2 separate regions of the Mus musculus genome follow, and region 2 is linked to region 1. The links are chromatin contacts, called in public HiChIP or PLAC-seq maps. All regions are on one chromosome and are shown on one strand. The core of a region is the stretch at or near the end of the contact, and the rest is flanking DNA. Distances in the headings are between cores, read along the strand shown. Region 1 overlaps Ablim1 (actin-binding LIM protein 1). Region 2 has its middle 15 kb from the start of Gm41874.

What was found. HiChIP or PLAC-seq counts read pairs in DNA pulled down with a chosen protein or histone mark.
Region 2: an H3K27ac HiChIP or PLAC-seq map of embryonic stem cells shows a contact between it and region 1, with 4 times the contacts expected there. The contact joins two enhancer-like sites. A contact is called at or near these places in 2 of 15 datasets of contacts at CTCF or cohesin (the NIH/3T3 cell line and pro-B cells), 2 of 484 Hi-C or Micro-C datasets (the N1E-115 cell line and nephron progenitors), 5 of 115 datasets of contacts at active chromatin or transcription factors (embryonic stem cells, large pre-B cells, memory CD8 T cells and 2 more) and 1 of 9 other capture datasets (embryonic stem cells).

The regions. Positions count from the first base shown.
Region 1 is chr19:57,137,958-57,144,439 of GRCm38.p6, reverse strand. The region is part of intron 4 of Ablim1 (actin-binding LIM protein 1); the gene reads left to right. Among named protein-coding and RNA genes, the nearest start is that of Ablim1, 75 kb to the left of the region's middle. Within about 2 kb of position 2,514, at least 12 of the 459 cell types and tissues checked have an H3K27ac peak or open chromatin away from gene starts, as enhancers often do. A contact at or near this core is called in embryonic stem cells, where this site is marked.
Region 2 is chr19:57,415,978-57,422,459 of GRCm38.p6, reverse strand. No RefSeq gene overlaps it. Among named protein-coding and RNA genes, the nearest start is that of Gm41874, 15 kb to the right of the region's middle. Within about 2 kb of position 4,044, at least 42 of the 459 cell types and tissues checked have an H3K27ac peak or open chromatin away from gene starts, as enhancers often do. A contact at or near this core is called in embryonic stem cells, where this site is marked.

The DNA of each region.
Region 1 (6,482 bases), core at 1,265-3,764:
AGGATCCCTTGCCTAGGGTTAGGGCCGCCCACAGTGGACAGGCTCCTCCCAGACATACCTAGAGATCCTATTTCTTATGATTCTAACTTTTGTCAGGTTGACAGTTAATACTGACTATATTATACAGGGTCTGTGCCTGAACTTGGAGGCATGCTGGTGGTGAACAAGCTCCAGCAATCCTCCTGTCCTTCCATTGGCTGAGAGAGGGAGAGAGAAAGGGATAATTGAGACAGACATCGAGAGATCGCTTTGTGGGGAATGGGCATGCTGGAGGGATTAGTTTAAAAGTGCTTTCAGAGCTCTGACATGGTGGTCTTTAATAACAACACTTGGGAGGTAAAGGCAGGCAGGTCTCTGAGTTCGAGGCCAGCCTGGCCTACGTAGTTCCAGGACAGCCATGGCTACACACACACACACACACACACACACACACACACACACACACACACAAACCCTGTCTTGCCCTTGTTCTGACTCCAGCCATGAATGGTAAGAGGACTGTCAGTTACCCTTCACATTCTCTTTGGAGGAGAGGGAGAGAGCTGGTTCTTGCCAAGGAAGCCTGCCTCTGAGAAGCTGGTGTGGAAATCAAGTGTGATTTCCTTCTTGGCAAAAGCCCAGGTATCTGCCCGGCCACAGCCGGTTATGGCCTTTTACCAGGTTGAAGTCTGCAATGGAATCAGGTAGACCTTCTGAGTCTGATGATGATTCCACTGGAGGAAGTTCATGCAGAATAAAACTTACCATTCTGAAGTAAACATTTTGGTGGCTTTGATACATCTGTAAGCTGCACGACTGCCTCTCGGAATATTCTCAACTCCCTAAAAGAAAACTTTGTTTCCATAAGTAGCTGTTTCTCATCTTGCTCGCTCTCTAGCCTGTCAGCCCCTGATCTGCTGCTCTCTTCGTGGATCTGCGTGGCCTGGATGACTCCTCTAACTCCGATCTCGGTCTTTGGTTTCTGGCTTCTTCATTTGATGCCGTGCTTGCCAGATTCATCCAGGCTGTAGCATTTATCTGTATTTCATTTCTTTTCACGGTTAGATAGTATTCCATGATGGAGCTCAATCATGTTCTGAACGTCCATTTGTCTGTTAATTGACTGTTTGTCATTTCTGGTTTTAGTTATTCTAAACGTGTACGTACAAATATTTGAAATTTTTTCTTTTACATCTTGGTATATGGACTATTCCAAGTCTACAAAGACCTGGCTGCCAACTTTAAAGTTTCTCCAGGAAATTACCTTCCCCTGGTATTCTTTTTTTTTTTAAAGATTTATTTATTATTATATGTAAGTACACTGTAGCTGTCTTCAGACACACCAGAAGAGGGAGTCAGATCTCGTTAGGGATGGTTGTGAGCCACCACGTGGTTGCTGGGATTTGAACTCAGGACCTTCGGAAGAGCAGTCAGGTGCTCTTACCTGCTGAGCCATCTCACCAGCCCCTTCCCCTGGTATTCTTAATAAGTCCTGCATGACCCAGGCATCGTTGAATATTCTCAGGTGATAGCAAGTAGTGGAGTTCCCTTGGAGTGGCCTTTGTCCATCTCTCGATTACTCCCTCTCTGAGTTTTTGGTCCTTCTGTTTTTTTTTTCCACCCAGAGCAGAAACCCTTGTTGGTAGCTTGAACAAAATAATTTTTGTAGCTCTTGCTTAGATTTCTTTAGTTATAAGCATCATGCTGTACAGTATTAGCCATAGGATTCCTGCTTGAGAAAATCTGTGTATGTGTGTGAGGGGAGTACATATTCATGTCTGTGAGGACATGTACGGGGGGGGGGGGGTGCATGTTCATGTGTGTGAGGACAAGCATGTGTGGGGGTGCATGTACACGTGTATGAAGACATGTGCATGCATGTTGGAGGGTGCCTGTTCATGGGTGTGAGAACGGTCGTGTGTGTGTGTGTGTGTGTGTGTGTGCATACATGTAGAGCCATAAATCAGCCTTTGGTGTTACCCCTCAGGATAATGCACCTTGGCTTTTGAGGTAGAATCTCTTACTGGGTAGGATGTAACAAGGGGACTTTTCTGACCACTGAACTTGGGGCATCTACTTCTGTGTGCCTCCCTAGTACTTGGGTCCTTAGCTACTAAGGCATCCCCCAATGGATTCCTAAACGAATGGAGAGGGAAGGACTCTGGGTCTTGTGACTACTAAGAACCACACCCAAGAGCAGTTAAAGGGGAGAGTCACCTTGAGAATCGGCGGCGTGTTCCTTGTGGCAGGCTGTGAACCCTGGCTTAAGGGATTTGACTTGGAAGCTTGACAGGCACACTTGGTACCCATTTATGAGAACTCCAACCAAAGAAAGTACAACTCTGTAAGCATCTGTCATGGGAAGAAAGATGGGCTGGCATGCCTCTGCCAGTTCCATCTTTGAGGACTTAGCTGGTGGCGGCTGCCAGGGCTGCCCTCGGCTGCCCTGAGAAAGCTGACAGAGTGCTGCTGTCATGGGTCACAGAAGTGGGTTTGCTGCGCTGTATTGTTTTCCAAAGACAACAAGAAGCTCCACTTAAAATAGCCAGTCAGAGGCTGCTCGGGCTTGTGCTGTTTACAACATGGCGATCAAGAGAGAGCAGAGGGAACAGCTGACCTCAGCAGGGGCCAATTACGGAAGATCTTGTTCAAGGTTACATACTTGGGCAGCATATAAGCTTTTCAAAATCATCCTGGGTCATTTTTAGCTTCTGGGATTAAATGATTAATAGCACTGAGACCCCTTTTTTTTATAGAGAGGGGGTACACAGAACCTACATGGACAATATGTTTCCCTTATCCAGTTATGAATCTTCTGATATCATGGTGCTTTTCTGTCTTATGGCAGCGATGTCTATAAGTTTAAAACTACTTAAGCAAGAAGACCCAAGTTCAGCTTCCAGCACCCGTACTGGGCAGCACACAACCATTTATAATTCCAGCTCCAGGGGATCTGACACCCTCTGACCTCTGTGGGCACCTGCATACACACACACACACACACACACACACACACACACACACACACACACAGAGGTGGGTGGAGAGGGAGAGGGAGAGGGAAAGGGAGAGAGAGAGAAAGAGGCTGTAGAAATAACCCTGTACAGTGCTTAGCCTAACAAATGTGTAGCTTTGCGTTTCGTGTAGTGCCCTGTCTTTATTTGTTCCATTTTGTATGTGTCTGAGACTGGGCCTTGCTCTGTGGCCCAGGCTGTCCTGGAACTCTGGGATTCCCAGGTAAATCTTCCAGCTTGTACCTCTCCAGCTGTGGATTACAGGCAGCACCACCATGCCTGACTCTTCCTTTGCTTATGTTGACCCTGTACCCATGGCATTTGCTAAGACATTCTAAAAGGAAACTGTGGACTCACCGGTTTAAATAAGCAACATGGACTGGGACCAGCCCTTAATTGTTAGCTCACAGGTGTCTAATTTAGGACCTGGCAGTATCCTGTAGCCTGGATGAAAATGAAGGTCAGCTTCCAAGAATAATCCAGCAATGCCCACTTGACAAATGATGGTAGAGACTTTTTTGGTCAAGGAAGTATTTTCAAATACCTTAAGGATGTTGAAACTCTGGACCAGCTTTCACACTCACAGAGACACACACACACACACACACACAGACACAGACACACAGACAGACACACACACAGACACACAGACAGACAGACAGACACACACACACACACACACACACACACACAAGGAAAATCTGGATCATTTTAATCTGTGGGTCTCCAAGTAAGGACCTATGTTAGTTTGTTGTACTGCTGTGATAAACACTCAGATAAAAGCCATCTGAGGCGAGAAGGTTTGCTGCACCTTCCAGACTAGACGCCATGTTCAGGGAAGCGAGAACAGGAGCCTGGAGGCTGGAACTGAAGCAGAGACCATGGCCGGGTACTGCCTAGTGGCTGGCTCTCCATGGCTTGCCCAGTCTGTTCTCTTATACACCCTAGGCCCACCCATGCAAGGATGGCACTGCCCACAGTAGGCCAGGCCCTTCCACATCCATCACTAACCAGAGAAATGTCCCACAGGCTTGCCCACAAGCCCACCCGAGGGAGGCATTTTCTCAGCAGACGCTCCCTAGCTGATGTCAAGTTAACCAAAAACCTACCTGCTCAGAACCTCTGAAGGCCCGTTTAGAAGCCTTAGTGCTTAGTGGTTACAATGATGAGAGCAGGTGACTTGACACTAGGGCTTAGGAGGCACCATAACTAATGGGAGCTGGCTATCCCATACACAGCGGGCAGTCACTTAGCACCCCCAGTGGCTGTTCTCTGGCTAAGTGTTAAAGATCGTAATCCAAAAGCACCTGACCCTAACATAATATCCTGTCTGTCTGTCTGTCTCCGTCTCCCCCCTCCCCCGACACACACTCACACACACACACACACACTCACACACACACACACACACACACACAGAGAGAGAGAGAGAGAGAGAGAGAAGGCTGGCAAGTCTGAGCTCTGTTGAACAGTTCACTCTATTAAAAACTTAAAACCTCATGTTAGCCAAGCCTTGGAACTTAAATTTTGTATTCCCCCCCGCCCCTGAAACCCCTTACCTTGAGTTCCTGCCAAGGATGATGTACTTCTATAAACAGTCTATTAATAGTATACTTGGTAGGGTCTCCTAAATCTTAATTTTCCAATAATAGCAACTTCTATCTGGCCATAAATTTACTTGATAATTTTGTTTATGAAAAATACTATTTGGTGTATGAAAAATACTCTAGGTGTCTATAAAGTAGCAGGTCTGGAACCGTGGGGATGCCGGAACCATGGGGATGCTGGGACCGTGGGGATGCTGGGACGGTGGGGATGCTGGGACGGTGGGGATGCCGGAACCATGGGGATGCCGGAACCATGGGGATGGGTAGTAACTTGGTTGCCCGTGCTTCTCCCATTATGGCTTCATGCACTCATCCTCCTTTTCCAGAGAAACATCTCAGCAGACCCACACATCCTTCCCGAGAGCCATATGTCTCCTTCATCAACTTAAATCCTTCTGAAGTGCAGGTGTTTGGGGTCCTTTGCCAAAAAGATTGAAGGCAAGCAGGCAGGGTTCCCACTGTTAAAGGCTGTTACTGCCTTTGAAGAAAATGGTATAAAAACGGAGCCAGGTGTGGGCTTGGGCCTCAATTTAACTTGTCTGTGAACAGCCAGATCCCCACTTAGTGTCCCCACTCGTGGTGTCAGGAGAGAGGCCCTGAGGCTCACCTGTCCAGGGCTGGGCCTCGGGGTTGTGTTCTGCCTGGTCATTGTTTTTCCTTTGGCGAGTTACCAGCAGACCTTACATCCCCGGTGCCACTCCATAGTCCCCTATTTCTGACTTGGAGAATCATCCCAGCTACCACGCACCAACTTTCTATATTTACCAGCAGCTGCTTCAGAGATGTGGAAACAATTTTCTCAACCACTGAGAAGACACGAAGCTGGCAAGTAGGAGATGCTGTCCTTCATGGAAGAGCCTCGTTGGCCTGAGCAGAGGGAAGGGAGCGACCAGTAGGAACCTCTCTCTCACTGCCCCTTGTCCAGCTCCACTGCCTGATGTCAGGCTATGGCTTTGTCCAGAGAACAGGGGTTTTTGCTGTAGAGTGTACCAGAATACTCAAGCCAGCTGGTGTGGGGTGATAGTATCTTACCTAAGAGACTGAAGGCCTCTTGAGCTTCCCACTCATTCTTGCTCACTGGCTGGGCTCAGGCACCTGGGTCACCTGCTATGTTTTAGGGGAGGCACACTGGGCAGGGCATGCTGGGTCCCAGTGTTTTAGACATCACCTGTGAGAGAGTCCCCAGACTCAAAGAACTGAAGGCTACATGGCCGGCTACATGTCTGCACAGCCCCCGGCAGGGGATCAAAATGTTCCCTCCCCATCCCCCACCCCCAGGCTGTGTAGTAACTTCTTTCCCGGCTCTGTGACGCGTGGGCATCAGGGGCCAGGAGAGAGCAAGCTCGAGCTGAGATGAAGAAGCCCAGGGTTTAGTCTTAGCTCTGCTCCCTAACCAAGGAAGGAGAGAGGCCATTGGGTAGCTCACCTCTACCAGGTCTTGTGTTGTGCACAACCTTGGGATGCATCATAGCAGGTGGCATTATTGTCAGTAGCTCACACATGATGGGCTTCCTGCAGTGAACCACAGGCAACTCTGACAGCCTCCCTAAGTCCAGCCATCTCCATCTTTGAAATTTATTTTGCAACAACAACCAAAAAGAAAAACAAAACAAAACAAAACAAAACAAACAAAACAAAAATCCTTATTTGTCTTTCTTCAAACCATTGCTGCCACCTAGTGGTAATTATTAGAAACAATGGAAATTTTCAGTTCAACTTGAATTAAAGTTCCTTTTTTTTTTTTTTTTTTTTTTTTTTTTTTTTTTTTTTTTTTTTTTGAGGAAAGGACTTAAGAGGAAAAAAAAAATCAGAGTTTTCCAGGGTTTGGGGGAAGGAGGGCTGAGTAGGTAGAACTCAGTGTGTTCAACTCAGAGTGCTGAAG
Region 2 (6,482 bases), core at 2,795-5,294, 280 kb before region 1:
ACATACGTGTGTGTGTGTGTGTGTGTGTGTGTGTGTGAGAGAGAGAGAGAGAGAGAGAGAGAGAGAGAGAGAGAGAGAGATGTGTGAAGGTGCCTGCAGAGGCCACAAAGGATGTTGGAGTCCCTGGATGCAGCTGTGAGCTGACAAACATGGATGGATGCTGGGAATTGAATTGAGCCTAGCACAAGAGCAGCAAATGCTCTCAACCACTGAGTCATCTCTCCAGCCTATGTTACTGTATTCAATTGAATGTTTAAGATGCCTTCTCCTATTGTTTCAAATACAAATCAATGTTTTGGGGTGTTTTTTTCTTTTTCTTTTTTCTAATTTTGAGCCACACCCTTAGTTTCTTAGGTGATGTGGATGTTCTTGTCTCTTGGTGTTTCCTTTTTTTTTTTTTTTTTGGTGTTTTTTTAAATCCTTCTAAATTCTTCCTTAACATTTTAGGCTTGTGACTGAGGTAAGTTTGGGCTGCTGGTGCTCCCGGCCGTCCTGCTGTCTCTTTAGCGGTACATCATCAGTAGCTTTCTTTCTTCTCTTTGAGTCTGCAGATTGGTACCAAGCCTACATTTATACTTACAACTTTCTAAGTCAGAACCAAGACTTTTAGAATTGGGTACCTAGTGTGGTTAGGTAGGCTTCCTTCTTACTTATTTGGCTCACCATGTGTGTTTTTATTATCTGAAAGTTAAGGAATATTACTGAAATAATTTTATGACAGATTTTGAAGCCTAGGCAACTTTCATCAATATGGCAAATTGTTTATGTGGCATATTGTCATTGGGTAAGATAACTTCAAGAAGTAACTTGGTATTTGGCGGGTTCGTAGTTAGATCATAAACCAAGACATGATTGAATTCCATTATTGAAAAAGGTAGCCTGACATAAGAAGGAAAATGTGTATAGAACTCTGTGGTGAGAATTTTGGTTTCTTTAAAAAAAACACAGAAATATTATGGGAATACGTTTTCATTTTATCCCAGGTGTGGGATACACGGCTGCTTCACAGCAGGTGACTATAATTTGCCTCCTGCTCTGGCAGGGGCCTGGTTTTGCCAGCTGCAGATAATTTCTGTCATTGTGTAACATTTAGAATTCTGGAAACTTTGCAGAGGGAATATACATGTTAGGGCCCCTCAGAGGGGTTGTTGTTTACTGTTGGTGGCTTGTTGGTTAGCTGCTGTTGATCAAGGTTTGTTGAGTAGTCATGTGCGAAGAGGAAACAAGAAGAAATTAGATATCCGGACAGCGAAGGTCAAACTTGCCCCAAGGATCTATCTCCACGCCCCTAATCACCAGGAAGCAGCCTAATGATGACGATGCCCCCTTTCCCCTCTATCCTTCTTTCTCTCTACCTAGTGTTACAGGGTTGAAAGGGTGGAAGAAGAGGGGGTGGAGAAGGGTAGAAGGAAGAAGAACCCACAAAGTAGCCAAAGAACAGCTACAACTCAAACGTACTACTTTTGATAAAGGCACATGTCTGCTTACAAACTTAAGCTGGCACTTTTGAGGATTCCAATTGTTAGCATTTCTTCTAGGCTCTGCCCCACAGTTGCCCTGGCAACAGCCAGGTGTGCCTGACTCACTATTAAAGGGGATGCTGGGCCCCCCCTACTTACTATCTTGCTCTTTTGCCTCTCTTCCCTCTTTGTCCCTTCTCTCCCCATTCACCTCCCACGTTTCTCTCCACGTGTTCATGGCTGGCCTCTCCCCCTCCTCCTCTTCCTCATCTTCTTCTCCTCCCCCCCCCACTACCCCCCTCAACTCCCTATGCTGTAAATAAACTCTATTCTGTACTATACTCCTGTGGCTGGTACCTCAGAGGGAAGGGATGCCTCAGCATGGGCCCGCAGAGGCACCACCTTCCACCTCACCATACTGATCCTCTGCCCAATGTTTCCCTGGCTTCCTCTTCTTTTTTTATAAAACACACACCAATAATCAGAGCTGCGGGGAAAAAGTCTCCAAGTCTTTTCAGCCTGCCTATCTCTATATCCAGTTGAAGCAAATGTATAAAATGTCTGTTTTCTGCTCCCAGGGAAGGCTCTCCTTCTAAATAGCCATGATAACCTTCCTCTGGGATGAAAACCCAATTACCGAGGCGGGAGACTTATTTCAGTACAACAGACACATGCATTCATTAGAGCTTCCCATTTATTCTCTTCCTGATTTTTCTTCTCTACCTACTAGACAGCCGGTTGACTGTCCAGAATGTTGTTACAATCGTGGGATGTATTTTATGACTTAAAAGTAATTTCAAACCCACCCCTTCACGCTTTAAGGGACATTTGCTGTGTGTTGATCTAAGATGTGGTCAAGGGGAAAACTCTTTCCTTGGCATCCGCTCTCTCCAGCTGTGCTCGCCTCCTCTCAAGCTTTGCTTTCAGGAGGATGCAAAGGCCTTTGGTACGTCTCTGCTCCCCACCCCCATGCCTGTTGTGAGCACAGTTAGATCTGGAGTCTGAACTGCCCAGACATTTCTATCTTTCCACGCCCTTGTCTGCATTTCATGTTTCTCACAAATATAGATTTAATGAATATACCATTTAAAAAAAACAGAAAAGGAATCCACTCTGCAAAACCCACTTGAGGTTTTGGCTTTTCCTCGCCCAGAATGAAACAGATTACAATTTACTTGAATCAGACCACTTTTATTAGGAAACACGCTATTTCCTTTAAATGAATGACTTTGATTTTTTTCTCTATATTGCTATTGCAACATCTTAAGGACAATATGGATTTGCGTGTGTTTGGTTATTGAGACAGGGCTGCTTATTTTCTAGGCATTATGTCATTGAGGCTGGCCTCAAATTCCAGGTGACCCTCCTGCCTCAGCCTCCCCTGGTGCTGGGATTGTAGACCTGTCACATACCTAAAATGAGTGGCTACTGATTTAATGAAAAATAAACAAACAAGTGCACTTGGTCCGTTGTGAGTCCTTAGGTAAGAACAAGGATTTGGGGCCTCAGTTTCCCCAGCTGTAGAAATTGCACATTTGTCCACAGCTGGCAGGATTAAAATGAGAACACAATAGGTCAAAGGTTGAAAGAATACAATAAACTCCTGTGGATTATTCCAGGCTGAGGCATGACTGTTAATGTTACAAGCTCCGTCTATTGACAACCCTCCCAAACGTCTGATTAATCCCTTGCACATCTTAGTGTATGAAAAGTTCCCCTCTTTTCATAGTGCTGCCATGGGACCACCACCAGCGTGAATTCTGGATCCAGCAGGATATGTGGGCACCAGGAGAAGTCCTTGAAGCAGAAACCCCCAAACTTCAATGATTATTATTTTACCAAGTCATTCTTTCCAGTTTTGGGAGATGGCTGTGTGCTTTCTTCTACTTTATTAAATCAAAAAAAAAACAAAAAACAAAACAAAAAAACAAACAAAAAAAACCAACCCGTCATGAAGACAAACCATCAACAGTACATGGTCAGCATGCGGGAGCTGAGGACAGCTCAGTGTTTGATCATGAAAACAACACTAAGACAAAAACAGACACCTCCCACCCCCAACACGCGTGAGATTAACCATTGTGACTGTTCACAATAGTCAATCAGCTGTTTGCATGAATCAGGAAGCAGAGAACAGCAGGCTCCAGGACACTGGTCACGTTGGCAGTTCTAGTCAGCTAAAATCAACGCAATTAAGATACTGACGCTTTTTTTTTTTTTTTTTTTTTAAATTAACAAAGGAACAAGGCACTTCAACGCTCCAGATTAAAGAGATCTACAGCGGAACACGTTCACGGGTCCTTTCTGCTCCCAGCACCCAGTCTGTTTTTGCACATGTCACAGGTCATTCATTGTGTGACCATAATGGCTCAGGGACACGGAGGAAGGGTAGAGACATCGTCAATCCCAGAAATCTCAAAGACAGGACAGCAGGAGTTGGTCATCTCCCTGTCTCTCAACCTGGCTCTTTGAGGCCGGCTGCCCCACGATCAACCCTAGCAGGAATTGATTACACTGAGAGTTATCCAGCTTCTCTCCTTGTTTGACCTTATAAGGTAGACCCCACCCCCAGCTCCTGAATATGCAGATGAAGTGTCTCCCAACACCCCCTGCCCTGGCCAATGGTACATAGCCACAAAAACCTTGCTTTAGAGACCCTGCCCATTCCCAGGAGCCTACCCTACCGGCCAATAAACGGAACTCGTTCTCAGAAGCTGTTCCTGGGATCTTTATTCATGGACACGTCCAACCAAGACCCTGAACTTCACCCACCTGCTCTGGCCGGCTCTAGCCGGCTCCCCTGAGCCGGAGAAGAGGACAGGGAGCCGCGATTCATTATCCTTAGTCCTCTCCCACAAAAACTATCTTGCCTTTACCTGTCACATTGATGGTCTCCTCTAAAAACTAGCCATGAGCATGATAGACAGAAATAGCACAATTTTATATGGTCAGCAGCATAGTTTATGGATGTTAGCATTCCTTCTAGGCTCCGCCCAACAGTTACCTGGCAACAGCCAGGTATGCCTGGCTAGCTATAAAAGGGGCTGTTTGCCCCCTCCTCCCTCTCTTACTCTCTTATTCCTTTCTCCCTCCCCTCCTCCTCCCACTTCCCCCTCTCTCTTCATGTGTTCCTGGCTGCCCCTCCCGTGTGTGTGTGTGTGTGTGTGTGTGTGTGTGTGTGTGTGTGTGCTCGCGCGCGCGCGCGCGCGTGGGGGTTGGGGGGAGTGAGTATACTCCCTTTCCAACTCCCCTTCCAATGCCCTAAATAAACTCTATTCCATACTATGTCGTATGGCTGATACCTCAGGGGGAAGGGATGCCTCAGCACAGGCCCACTGAGGCACCACACCTAACGCAGGATACCTGGCTCTACCAAACACATTCTTGACTCTTTTTCTTTTTTTATAAAACACAACAATGAAAATAACCTTTCCACAGTTTTCAAAAAATTCCTACATCATTAAAATGGAACTATTCTTTTTGTACCTGCCTGAGTGTCAATATGGTGTCTGGCACACAGAAACACTCAGCATTTGTTGAATGGAGACCTTGGTTGGGTTCTCTATTATCATTGAAAGACTTGTCCAAGAAGGACCCACAAGGTGACCTCAACTTTCCAGAGAGTACAGTTAACTGATGTAGTGCAATAATGCTAAACCAACTTTTTGTTTTGTTTTGAAGAATGAGTTCCTCCTTCATAAAACCTGAGGGCTGGGAGATAACGCAGTAAGTAAAGTGTTTGCTGTGTAGGATCAGAGTTCAAATCCCAACACCCATGTCAAGAGCCACACACGGCAGTGCATGCCTGTGGTCCCAGCACTGGGGCACACAGGAAGATTGCTGGCCAGCCAGTCTGAACATCTGGTGAGGCTGCGGCTCCATGAGAGAATGTCTCAAAACACCAAGCTGGAGAGCAATAGAGAAAGATGCCTTCACAGGCACATGCATGGCACGGGTACCATCACCTACACATATAAGCACACACACACATGCACACTCATACATGCACACACATGCATGGCACAGATACCAACACCTACACCTACCCCCACACACATGCACACACATGCACATGCATGCACACACATGCACATGCATGAACACACACATGCACACACACACATACACATGCATGCACATGCATGCACACACACATATGCACATGTACACCATACATACACACAAGTAAAAGTGTAAAAAAATTTTAAAATGAGAAATGGTCATTTTAGGTGTGCATGGTAGAGAAGAGAACAAGAATCCATGGACCCACAACACATATTTATCTTTTTAACAGTTTAGAATCTCTTCTCCCTCTCTCTTTCCCCACTGTCTCTTAAGATTGTACAGTGCAGTTTTATATTCAGCTTTCCCATACAATATACTTTGGAAACCTTTCTTCCTCATTGTATGATCCTTGAAAACAGAGTTGTGTTTACGCACATGTATGTGTGAGTGTGAAAGTGTGTCAGCCTCAGATGGCAGTCCTCATTTTCTGAGATAGGGACTCTCCTGGGCTTGGAGCACACTGGTCAGAATCAAACTTGGCTGACTGACCAGCAAGTCCCAGGGTTGGACCTGTCTCCATTTTCCTAGCTCTGGGATGACAAATGTGTAACACACACACACACACACACACACACACACACTTTTTTTAAAAACATGGATTCTGGGGGTTAAGCTCAGGTCTTTGTGCATATGAGGCAAGCACTTTACAGACTGGGCTATAAATATTTCACTAACTGAATTATCTTCCCAGGCTCAGAAAATATATTTTAATCTTTAAATATTAGTACATTTATTTATGTTTGCATGCAAGTATGTGTGTGCACATGTGTACAAATGTATGACAACATGCATGTACAGCTCAGAGAACAATTGCAGGAGTCAGTTCTCTCCTTCTACCATGTGGGTCAGGTTGTCAGGTTTAGACTGAGACATCCTGATAATCCCAAAACAGAATTTTTAATGAACGTAGGTCACCTAGTAGAATGCTTATGTGCGTGTATGTGTTGACCCTTCATT